3 separate regions of the Mus musculus genome follow, and all the other regions are linked to region 2. Evidence: chromatin contacts called from public HiChIP or PLAC-seq data. All regions are on one chromosome and are shown on one strand. The core of a region is the stretch at or near the end of the contact, and the rest is flanking DNA. Distances in the headings are between cores, read along the strand shown. Region 1 has its middle 10 kb from the start of Gm32401. Region 2 has its middle 6.5 kb from the start of Gm32448. Region 3 overlaps Nedd9 (neural precursor cell expressed, developmentally down-regulated gene 9).

Evidence for each region. HiChIP or PLAC-seq counts read pairs in DNA pulled down with a chosen protein or histone mark.
Region 1: an H3K27ac HiChIP or PLAC-seq map of embryonic fibroblasts shows a contact between it and region 2, with 21 read pairs. The contact joins two enhancer-like sites. A contact is called at or near these places in 4 of 39 promoter capture datasets (the C10 cell line, liver, neural stem cells and 1 more), 2 of 15 datasets of contacts at CTCF or cohesin (CD8 T cells and pro-B cells), 6 of 484 Hi-C or Micro-C datasets (B cells, the C2C12 cell line, the F1.1 cell line and 3 more), 6 of 115 datasets of contacts at active chromatin or transcription factors (CD8 T cells, cardiomyocytes, embryonic fibroblasts and 3 more) and 3 of 9 other capture datasets (adipose tissue, embryonic stem cells and liver).
Region 3: a contact with region 2 is called in an H3K4me3 HiChIP or PLAC-seq map of intestinal villus epithelium, with 12 read pairs. The contact joins two enhancer-like sites. A contact is called at or near these places in 1 of 15 datasets of contacts at CTCF or cohesin (large pre-B cells), 11 of 484 Hi-C or Micro-C datasets (CD4 T cells, CD8 T cells, Sertoli cells and 8 more) and 4 of 115 datasets of contacts at active chromatin or transcription factors (embryonic stem cells, intestinal villus epithelium, pancreatic cancer cells and 1 more).

The regions. Positions count from the first base shown.
Region 1 is chr13:41,474,473-41,478,492 of GRCm38.p6, reverse strand. It overlaps a transcript of Nedd9 not described here. Among named protein-coding and RNA genes, the nearest start is that of Gm32401, 10 kb to the left of the region's middle. Within about 2 kb of position 1,627, at least 29 of the 459 cell types and tissues checked have an H3K27ac peak or open chromatin away from gene starts, as enhancers often do. A contact at or near this core is called in the C2C12 cell line, adipose tissue and embryonic fibroblasts, where this site is marked.
Region 2 is chr13:41,401,837-41,405,767 of GRCm38.p6, reverse strand. It overlaps a transcript of Nedd9 not described here. Among named protein-coding and RNA genes, the nearest start is that of Gm32448, 6.5 kb to the left of the region's middle. Within about 2 kb of position 1,802, at least 123 of the 459 cell types and tissues checked have an H3K27ac peak or open chromatin away from gene starts, as enhancers often do. A contact at or near this core is called in the C2C12 cell line, Sertoli cells, adipose tissue and 4 more, where this site is marked.
Region 3 is chr13:41,334,672-41,338,363 of GRCm38.p6, reverse strand. The region is part of intron 2 of Nedd9 (neural precursor cell expressed, developmentally down-regulated gene 9); the gene reads left to right. Among named protein-coding and RNA genes, the nearest start is that of Nedd9, 22 kb to the left of the region's middle. Within about 2 kb of position 2,068, at least 71 of the 459 cell types and tissues checked have an H3K27ac peak or open chromatin away from gene starts, as enhancers often do. A contact at or near this core is called in Sertoli cells, intestinal villus epithelium, liver and 1 more, where this site is marked.

The DNA of each region.
Region 1 (4,020 bases), core at 378-2,877, 73 kb before region 2:
GGCTCAGAAGATGGACAGAACCACGAGAGCTGGAGTAACTGCTGGTGTGGTTAAGGAAGCCAGCAGCATCCCAGGTTCACATTGCACCTCTGCCACACCGCTGTCGTGCTCCCTGGAGCAAGTCGGTCTCTCGCCTGCAGAGGATGACAAGTCCACCTCACTGGGTAGTTTTAAATATGAGTTAATATACAAGCACACAAAAAGCACCTCCAACTAGATCCGAGACATGAAGATGCTGGTTTCGCATTACCTTGTGGGAGTAAGCGAAGACCTGGCAATGGAACTTAATAAAAGAAAAGGAGCTAGGTTGAGAGTGTGGCTTAGTTAGTAGAGTGCTAACCTACCATTCTCAAGACCCCCCACCCCCACCCCCTGCGAGATTCAATTGCCCAGAAGCGTATAAACCAAGCATGGTGATACGAGCCTGCAATCCTCGCACTCAGGAGGCAGAAGCAGGAGGGTCAGAAATTCAAAGTCATTCTCGGTTATATAGTAAGTTTCAGGTCAACCAGGGATACGTGAAAGAGATGCAAGTATTGTGTGTTTGTGTGTGTGGGGGGGAGGGGGAAGGGAGAGGGAGGGGAGGGGAGGGGGAGGGGGAGAGGGAGAGAGAACATTTAGTTCAACTCAGCCTCAGTAAACAAAAACAAGTGGTGTCTGAAGCTGCTGAGAGGAGGGGCTCTCAAAGCCATTTCACTCTCATATAGACCAACTTGTGGATCAGCCACTGGTCACCAAGCACATCCCGGGTCCCTGCAGTGTTCTGAGCCCTTGTGAGCCCAACACAAACATGATGACCACCAGCATCGACTTTTTCAAATGGATTCTAGTTAGAAACCTTCTGGGCTCATTGACTGTGGTGTTGGCATGCCCCCAGGTTGTAGTGTCTGCTGTGTGGTTCATGAATAAAGAGAAAGATTTGGCCTCGTAGACTTTCAACATTCACAGCTCCTTAAAAATATTGTGTCCATCAAGTGTGTCTGTTCCCTCATGTGCACGTGTATACATGCCATAACATGTGTGTGGAAGTCAGAGAATAACCTTTGGGTGTCAGTTTTCTCTTTTTACTATTTGAGGTTTGGGGCTTGAACTCAGTTCATCAGGCACCACGGTGCTAAGTGCTTTTGCCAACTGAGTCATCTGATCAACCCTCAACACGGACAACTCTTGTGTGCTAACGAAGAATGACGAGAATAAAAAGTGTTACTCAATTATGTTTATTATCTATAAATCCGACAGGTCTTCATTACTTTGTCCTTCTCAAATATAAATGTACGCTTCTGGCTCACCTCCATCCCCATCTGTCTCTCCCTCTCAAAGTGCAAACATTCACTAAGGACCAGAGGAAGGGCTTAGTGCCAGGCTGCCCATGAAGCCATTACTCTCATGGCTTCCCCTTGGCTAACGCCTTGCCTGTCTCACTCACCAAAATCCTAGGGAATTCACCCCCAAGAGTCAGCAGCTACTGCCTCTGACCTCACCTGGGAAAAGCCCTTGGAGAAGCCAAGCTGAAGATCTTCCTGAACTACTGAGAATCATGACAGAGATCCGAACCTCCCACCTCTCTGTGGGGCTCATATGCAGATGATGCCAAAAGAACTAGTAGCTACATTACAGAATTCTAGTGAGTCATTTGGTCAGTGGGTATCATACACACTTCAAAACACATTGCCATAGATGGAGCTGAGAGTCTGGCCTCCTGGGGAGAGCTAAAACTCAGACTGGATCATCGTAAGAATTTCCATGGGAAACCCTCTGAGAGAAAGCACAGCGACTTGCTAATTGTAGCTTACTCTAAATCTAAGGGCAATGTAGCACTTATGAAGAAAGATCAGAAGGTTTGAATGCCAGTCATTGGTGGGGGAATCTCTGAATATGGCAGGCCTGCCTGGTGGACTCCTTCAGTGAGGAGATCAGTCAAATTGTCTTTCTCTGAGATGCTTTCCAACAGTAAAAATTGTTAAACCATATTTGGCCTGGCTGTCTATTTCAAAAGTTCAACCTTATAATCACTTTCACAGGCGCCCCACACTGCCCCGCCTAGATTTCCAACATTTCCTTGATGCCGTGTGATTACAATGGAAAGGAATGCCATTCTTCTCCAGCCGCAGGGAAGTATTGGGCTTCCTTTGTCTCAGAAAATAGATGACTGCTTGTGTCAGAGACCTTGACCTAAATCTTAATTAATGCCCATGGCCTGTTTAGACCAGTGTGTGCAACTTAACCAGACAGTCCCAGGAGAAAGAATTAGTGATCACAGAAAGGAAAAGGTCTATATTTTCGATTGATCATTCATGGAATTTATTGCAATGCCCATTCTGCCTATAATTTAGCTTTATTAAGTTTGGCTCTTGGGGTAATACTTTCTTCTTAATGTTCAGTAGAGTGAAAACTTGGTTTCTGTTTTATTCTTAAATGTTCTGGTTAATCCTGGCTCTAATACACAGCATTAATTTAGCCAAAACATTGATTTAGCATGGCATGGTGGCTCCTGTCCAGTATTTTCAAATCTGACTTAGGAGGGCTTCTGCAAGTTCAGGTCTAGCCTGGGCTACATACTGAATTCTAGGCTATGCAAAACAAGAGTGAGACTCTGTCTCAAGACAAGAAAACAAAAATAATAGCTGCCAACATTAATATACTAATTATTGTAGTATTATTTATTATATATTATATACTAATTAATTAAATTAGCATATGTTCAGCTCATTAACCCCCATCGCTGTATTGAATTTTCACAGTGGACCTAGAGATTGTTGATTGTATTCTTCTCTTTGATGATAATGTGACCAAGGAGACTGCAGTGAGAGGCCATTTAGGTAACACTTTGGGCAGCTGATCAAATGATGTAGGTGTGACTAGAACCCAGGGCTTCTGGCTAAGGAAGAGTTCAGCCAATGACAAGGTACTACTTTTATCAGGGTCTGGGCATCATTTATATCTTCAGTGTGAAGACACTGGTTTTCTTTAGACTAACTCCCTTTTATTTTCAGTCAGGGAGGTCTTCCATGGCTGATATTCCACCTTTTCCCCCTGTATTGGCTACAAGAATTAACAGGCGTGGAAAGCTTCCCTATGTGTGAAGTATCCCTTGGAGACTGCTGGCTTTTCTTCCTAAATCCTACATCATTTGCCCCTCCCTTTTTGTCACTCGGCATGGTGAAGGTGTCTCCTCAAGTACCCATCATCCATAGATTTCCTCAAATTTACTTTATCAGAACTGGACTAGCAGCGATGGATTTGACCCCACTACTGTTAATCACTGTATCTCAAAGCTCCTGGACTTTCCATTCAAAGTCGTGATTTACAGCGTGAATGAGATCTGTTTTCTAGAAGAGAGAATTTCAAGGAGCAGACAGAGCTGAAGGCATCTGTCTTTACTCATCCCAGCTGCCTACCCCTCAGACAGCCTGGGTTATCAAAAGCCCATCTCTCACTACAGTGTCATCATTATCATCAACTCAATATGGGCCCTCACATAAAGACCTGCAACAGAACTAGTTTCCCTTTGGGGGGGAAAAAAAGCAAGGATAAGTCCTTGGGAGGCTGAGGTCATTTGGTTTTCCTCCATGGAAACAGGGTATCTCTTTATTAATCAGAAGGCTTAATCTGATTAATCAGAGGTAGGAGGGGAAATTGAGAAAAACCTGATTTCAGTAGACTGTACCTTTGTGGTAAGAAAGTGTGCCCAACTGTGAGTGGGCAATAGAAGATTTGGTCACCATAAACTGCCCCCTTTGAAATATCCAGCTTGTCACTTACTGCTCCTTACAGACCCGCTAAGCTGGGTACAGAAGTCAAGAGACAGGAAATTCAGGAATTTCTTATGTGTCAGAAAGAATCCGCCATAATAGATATCATTGCAAAATAAATAATCAGGGATTGGGAGGAGTTCCATACTATGGCTCTCCCTTTTCTTCAAAGTTGTTTTCATTTCTCAGGGGCATTCTATTGGCCAAGTGGGATATTCAGTGAGGAGGTGGAAGAGATTAGGGGTGTGCAGAATGACATAATAATAGG
Region 2 (3,931 bases), core at 553-3,052:
GACGAAGCTACAGATAACTTTTGATGTGTTAAGTTCATTTGATATCTAGTAGTAGGATTGCTATATCATAAGCTAGCTCTGTTTTCAATTTCCTGAAGCGTCTGCATACCATTTTTTTTTTATAATGGCTACACCAGCTTCCTTCCATCCAACCATGGACAAAGATTTTGTTGTCTCCACATTCTCCCTGGCATTTGATGTTTGGGAAGTTTCGGGTCTTGCCATCTGGACAGATGTGCTGTGGGTCTCCCTATACTGCAATGGACCTTGCTCAGCTCAGCACACCCTACTTGGAGCACAGTTCTTTAAACACAGTGAGCCCAAGGAGCAAGTAGACTGAGGCATGGATCAAGGAACTTATGAGTGAGAAATGGGAAACTCCCATGCATTCATCCTCCTGGAGAGCAAGAAGCACAGGTAGACAACCACATTCTGTGAGCTTTACCCATAGTGTCCTACCCTTGCCTGTTGGAAATACCCAGAGTATGTGATCCCTGCCGCATTAACCTTGGACCAAGTCTGACTCATGACTGGGGCATCGTTTCCAAGTCTGAGTAAGTATCTAAGGGCATAGCCTGGGTGACCCTTCAGAACAGATGCAGGGACACTCCCTGTCCATGGGATTGGGTGGATTAGGGGCCAGATCAGCATTCTGAAATCCCATCTGTGGTAATAAACCACCTTTATTACGCCTGTAAAACTTTGAAATGAGAATACGTGCAAACTTGACATGTTCCACTGACGCTCATAGTAACCAGCAACCTCAGTTCTAACCTGGTTCCTGGACTTCATGCGGAGTGGACTCTTGGAAGTTAGCCTCAATACCACAGTTTGGTTTTGCTCTGAAATGATATCCAGGGATCCATCCCATAATTAGCCTCCAAGCGATGACACCATTGCATACACTAGCAAGCCTTTGTTGCAAGGACGGTGATATAGCTGTCCCTTGTGAGACTAGGCCAGGGCCTAGCAAACACAGAAGTGGATGCTCACAGTCAACTATTGGATGGATCTCAGGGCCCCCAATGGAGGAGCTAGAGAAAGTACCCAAGGAGCTAAAGAGATCTGCAACCCTATCGGAGGAACAACATTATGAACTAACTAGTACCCCAGAGCTCTTGACTCTAGCTGCATATGTATCAAAAGATGACCTAGTCGGCCATCACTAGAAAGAGAGGCCCATTGGTCAGGCAAACGTTATATGACCCAGTACAGGGGAATGCCAGGGCCAAAATATGGGAATGGGTGGGTAGGGGAGTGGGGGGGGGGACTTTTGGGATAGCATTGGAAATGTAATTGAAGAAAATACGTAATAAAAAAATAAAAAAATAATAATAATAAAAAGAAAATGATCGGACAAAAGAGCCCACAGTTGTCTCACTGTAGCATTTGGCTGAGTGGCACCATTAGAAGTGGGTAGAGCAACCCTGCATAGGGAAAGGCTGTTTGTGTGGGCAACTAGGAAAGTTCTAGGGAGGAGAGACCCAGTTACACACAAAAGAACACAAAGCACTTCAGATTCGTGTTCGCTCACCCTGGCACGCGTGGAAAGGAGGCTGTTTGGGTGTGTAGAAGTGCTTCCCAAAGAGCAAGCCCAGACCAGGTGATGCTCCAAAGTTACAAGTGCCCTGTGAGTTACTGGGTGTCCATTTCTGCCTCCAGTTGTGTAAACAATGCCTTGCGTAATGTGGATCTTGATAATATTGACTCAAAACCTTGAAATAGATGAAGTCATACTGAGTCACTAATAGGAGGGACTCTGCCAGCTGGAAAGGGAGCACGGAGTTCAGCCCAGGGTGGGACAGTGTAAAGAGCAGCGTGAGGGAGTAGGCAGAGATACGGTCACAAGCATTGGCCTCCCAGGCATTGTGTGTGTGTGTGGCATTTGTCATGATCCAGACTGCCCTTGCTGTAAGCAAAGTCCATCCCTTTGTATGGACTTGTTTTGGTAAAAGCTAAGTAGAGAGGCACTATTTATTTATAACCCCGTTTTTCATTTTTAAGTAACCAGTCTTTTGGTGCTAGTTATCATAATGTTTAATGTGCTTATTATTGTCTGGTCATTTTAGAAACAAAATTTCACTATGTAGTCCCAGCTGGCCTAGAGCTCACTATGTAGATCAAGGTGGTGATCTTCCTGGAATTATGGGTATGTGGTGCGTGTGTGTCTGTGTGTGTGTGTGTGTGTGTGTGTGTGTGTGTGTGTGTGTGTATACATATAATTTTCAAGAATGTATCTGTTAGTGCTGAGCATAGTGGCTCTCACCTAGAATACCAGCATCAGAAATTTGAGTCAATCCTCAGCTCTCTAGCAATTGTGAGGTTAGCCTAAGGACTAACTACCTCAAAAAAAAAAAAATCAGATAAAAAAAACAAAAATACCTCTGTTAGGTTTAAGTACACAAAAATATGGAGGTAGATAATCATATACCTATGTAAGTCTCAACATTACAAGCCATCCAACATACCTTGTCCTATGCTGTTTACCTTCAAAGAACCAGGCTAATGAGGCAACATTTTAATAGACTGTTTTTCTTCCCATAGGCTAGCACAAAGTCCATGGTCCCTTTGAAGATCTGCTAATAATCTATAAAAACAAATGGAGCTTGGTGACCAATATTCCCCAGACCCTGCTGCTGTAGGAAGCAGGTTCAAGTGTGCACAGGCCAGTGATTTCGGGGTCCAGAGAGAAGCAACCGGTTGAACCTGGAGAGAAGGGAAAAGCCAGCAGGCAGTTACAAAGGACTAAAAGGAGTTCAAACAATCGAGTGTGTATATGGGATGAACAGTTCTCTTCTTTGCACCCTTGAGGGAGTGTGCATTGAAGTATGACCAGAATGAAGCCAGTAACAGGAAGGGGACCTCCCAGGGCAGCTCCTAGTTATTTTTTCTTGAACACAGAGACTCCTCTGTGGTCTCACTTTTTTGGCTCTGAACCTTGGTCACATATTTCTAGGGGCCGTGTAAGCCAAGGACAGTGGAGAGTGCAGCAAGAAACCAATCAACCTGATGTTAGGGAGGAAAGAAAGACATGCCTGCTGTTATTCATGAAAAAAAAAATGGGACTTCCTCTTTTTTCTAGTTAATGACCTTGAAGTAAATTCGTCAGGCACAACTTGCCCGGTCCAACCAGAGAGGAAACCCTCACTGCAAATCTGGACCAATGCAGCTGTGCACACAGCAAGAGACAAGACAGAGCCCAAGCATAGCCAAAGGAGGAAACAATTGCTTCATTGCATCTGGAGGATTTGAGAGCATAGAGGCTACGGCATCACATCTTCCATTCAGCCTGTCCTTTCCTAGAAGAAACACTCACGGGTGGAAGGAGTGTGAAATTAAAAAATGGCCAGAGGATAGATAAAACAGTAGCACAGACCTGTATTTAATCCCAGTGGAGATTGGGAAGACTGGAGGATCAATACGAAGCAGCATGTTTGAGGTTAGCCTGGCATCTATGAGACGCCATCTTTTAAAAGTAAAAAGATTTATCAGTGGAGGTGAATAGCAGGATCGATTTGTTTTCACCACATAACAAGTTCTCCTTGGAGACATGGAAACCCTGACTTTTCAATTTGGACAAAAGAAAGGCAAGCTCCCGGGCTGGGGAGTCAAGGGAGAAAGCAGAGGGAGGAGTTACTGGCTTGATAGGCTAGCTCAGCCATAGCCTGGTCTGTGAAAGAACAGTTGCCTACTGTCCTGGGACCACCAAGGAGGAGCTTGGGAAAATATATCACTTTATAAGAACCAAGGGCAACGCTGTGTCCTGCAGCTCGGGCTGCTTCTCAATACTCCAGTCCAGTTTATAGAGCAGTGGCACGAATGCAGAATTGAGGGATACAGTCACCCTTCAGCTATGCGTGTGTTTACCATCCCCTTACCAACAACAGCTGGGGAAATGGGTGACAAGGGCGGGGGGGGGGGGGGGGAGCTG
Region 3 (3,692 bases), core at 819-3,318, 68 kb after region 2:
GTGTTTGAACTTGAGATCCTTTTACCTCAGACTCCCGAGTGCTGGGATTACAGGCATGCGTTATCATACCAGCAACACAACTTCGTTGAATGACCATGTGCCTACATACCATTGACTAACAGCCAGTCTAAGTGGTATTTCATTCTGGATCCAGTTTGAGCATACAATCGTGTCTCTTCAGTCAGGTGATGAGTCTGCTAGACCTGGATCCTGTGTGTAAATGGTTTGTAGTCTTATCGACCTCTTCCTTGAGTAGTGTAGCCCCCGTCATTACTGTGGATCCTTCTCCCTGGGCCAAAAGCTAAGTCATGAATCAGTCATCTGGCTGGGCAAAGAATCAAAGGAAAGTAGAGGAAATTAAAAGGTTGAAAATACATCCTATCTACCAGCTTGTTCTTAGAGCTTTGGGCTTAAAGATTGATTTATTCAAAATACACAGATACTAGTAGGTTTAGAATTGATTCATTTCTTGTAGTAATGTCCAAGTAGACACAGCAGAGTTTAGATACTTAGGAAAATGCCAAGTTTAAAAAAAAAAAAGAAAGAAACATATGATGTATTCATCAGCTTTTTATCACCATTACTGAATCCTTGAGACAGCTACCTTCATAAAGAGACAATATTTATTGCTTAATCTCTCAGTTTTGATAGTCCCAGAGCCTGCCTCTGGCATTAGATCAGTTGTGGCAAAGGCCAGCTGTCATCACCTCTTTTGGTAGGCACTCTCCCGATCACCTCAGACCTGCCATTAGCAGGGGGTGTGGAATACTCAGACCATCCCCAAACCACATGGCTAGGGAGCACCACAGGACTAGGGAGCACCACAGGACTAGGGAGTACCACATGTTAGAGTCTCAACCCAGAACAATTTGAGTTGAGTAGAAATGCATTCCTTAATCGGTGAATATTGAGCATCTTTTGTAGTTTTGATACTTGTGTGATACAGTGGTAAACTAAAGACTAAATAGAGCTCTCAGAGCAGTTACGATGCAGTGAGGGAACAGTACAATACCAGGTAAGGTGTGTGTGTGTGTGTGTGTGTGTGTGTGTGTGTGTGTGCCAGGAAGAGAATCTTGACACTTACTTACAGGGCAATGGCTAAGCCAACAATGATGGGTTTTTGTGCCCATTAAAAGGGAAGGCTTTCCTCTTTCATTTGTCAGAAAGTCCCAATGGTTCCTTCAAGGCTTGCTAGTAAGAATAGACTAATTTTATACAATGAGAAAATATCTCCAGATTATCCAGATTATAAGAGTAAGGGTAAAGTTGGACACCAGAAAGAGCTTGAGACTCTATGGACACAAAATATAGATGAATTTACAAATCTATGTTGTGTCAAATAGTATTTGCTAGCATGATACTTTTTTCTAAGTACGTCTTTTTTAAAAGAGTTATCATTTTTGTTTTATGTTTATGAGTGTATTGCCTGTGTATATGTATGTGCACCGCATATATGCCTGGTACCCAAGGAAGCCAGAAGAGGGAGTTGGGTTCCCCGGAACTGGAGTTAAGGACAGTGGTAAGCCACCTGTGTGGCTTCTGTAAGAAGTCTCTTACCAATGAGCCATCTCTCCAGTCCTTGGAACCTCTATTTATTTTCCCAAGGGGCCAGGGGAAGAAAGATTTATTCTTGAATTCCTCAACAATGAATTCATTTTCTAATCATCTATTATACATATGTGTGTTTTTAACAAAAACACATCTCAAGGGCACACAATCCAAGTTCTGTCTGATAGGAGAAATTCTCTGAGAAGTGGTGAAGGGCTTTCCCACTTAAGTTCACTCCCCAGGACAGGGATCCTGGCTACAGGCCATCGACAGAGCATGTGACCTTGCAAAGCCCTTCTCGCCCCAGTGATTTCAGCTCCTGAGGGAGTGCCAAGCCTGGCCTCTGTCCCCCAGAGAGGAAAAGAACAGTTGGAAGGTGTAACTATAAATAAGTAACTCTCATTCTTAGTCTCGGTGGCTTGAGCAACTTAAAAATAGTTCTCCCTCGTCTGAGCTGGTTCGAGGCAGACAGAGGAGGCCAGTACGGGAAGTGCTTGGCTGAAAGGTAGAGGGACCTTACTCTTGTCATAGTTTATTTTGGCAGGAAGGTGACATGTTTTCCTTTGACTCAACCTTTTCAGTTCCATGTCTGGGAAGCCTGATGCTTCAGACCCCTCGTTCCCCCCTTGCTTGTGTTATAGCTGATGGCGTTCTTCCCCTTGGCTCTCTCCTGGTCTCCACTGATGTCAGGGGCTGAGGCCCTCAGGTGGCTCGGGTCCCTCCGCATACTGTTTCCTTCTGTGACTTCTGCACCTCAGAGCCTTCTGTGTTTAGCAAAGGGCAGGCCAGCCCTGAAGTAATAAGCCAACCTTTAACAAGCCCTGCCAGCCCTTATGCAGTGCAGACCAAACAAGACACTCCCATCACCTGAAGCTTGCACAGCTGGCAGGGGCTGCCTAGTACGGACTAAAGCTAGAAAGGACAGGGAAGGTGACCCTAGCCCTTCCCTGCCATGCACCAGGGTCCTCTGTAACAAACCCTGTGAGTGAGTCTTCGCGCCATTGAGAGTTCAGGTTTCCTGCTTCCAGTCCCTTCTTCCTTTTCTTTCCCTCCCTCGTTCACCGCTCTTCTTCCTTCTCCTTTGTCCACTCCTCCTCTCCCTTCCTCTCCTCATCTCTCCTTCCTTTTATCCCCTCGCTTCCCCATACCCTCCTCTCCTTCTTGTTCACCCACTTTCCTCCCTCTCCTTCCCACTTCCCTTCCTGATTTTCTCCATTTCCTCCTCTCTCTCTCTTCCCCTCTCCTCTCTCCCTCCTTTCTTTCTTGTTAAATTTTCTTTCCTGATGGAGGTGGTGGCAAGGGTCACCTCTTACATGACTGTAACCTCCCAGGCAGTAATAACTGCTTTAAGAATTTGGCCACTGGGGCTGAAGAGATGGCTCAGTGGTTAAGAGCACAGATTGCTCTTCCAGAGGTCCTGAGTTCAATTCCCAGCAGTCACATGGTGGCTCACAACTGTCTGCACCGAGATGTGATGCCCTCTTCTGAAGATAGCAACAGTGTATTCATATATAAAAATAAATTTAAAAATTTTTTTAAAAATTTAATTTGACCACCAAATCCCTTGCTGTAGTATAGTAACTCCCAGTGGACAGGAATCCTAATGACTTAAGTCAGACCCCAATCTCAGTGGCCAAGAGAACAGATGTGGGTTTTGTCAGTAGTTATTGTTTCTTATCTTAGAAGTTTTGCCGGCTTGCTAAATAACTAACTCATTTTCTCTTCTAACTTCCTGTCTGTAAACAGTGACAAACTAAGGCCTGGATGAGTGTCCCCAGTAGCTCTAGCTATGGTTTCTAAAAGCTGTCTAAGGAAAATGAGGACTCAGTGGTAACTTGTTCTGAGCTTGAAGAATTGAATGAGCTAGTCACCCAGAAAGGGAGGGACATCAAGTCAGCTGTGGGTTCCCAGGTCCACCTCACAGCCCTTCCTTTCGTGGGTCTAAGAGAGGAGGCCCAGGAGCCTACCACTCTTTGCTTAGTTCATCAGAAGTTGGCCCAGGACCATACTTAGAGAATCACTAAAGAGAGACAATGGCCGGCTTGGATGTGTTCCAGTCTGACTGTGATCGGGACTTTCCATAGTTCAGAACTCGCCCGAGTTGTTACAGTGTGGACTTCAGACATTTCATCCCATACACCACT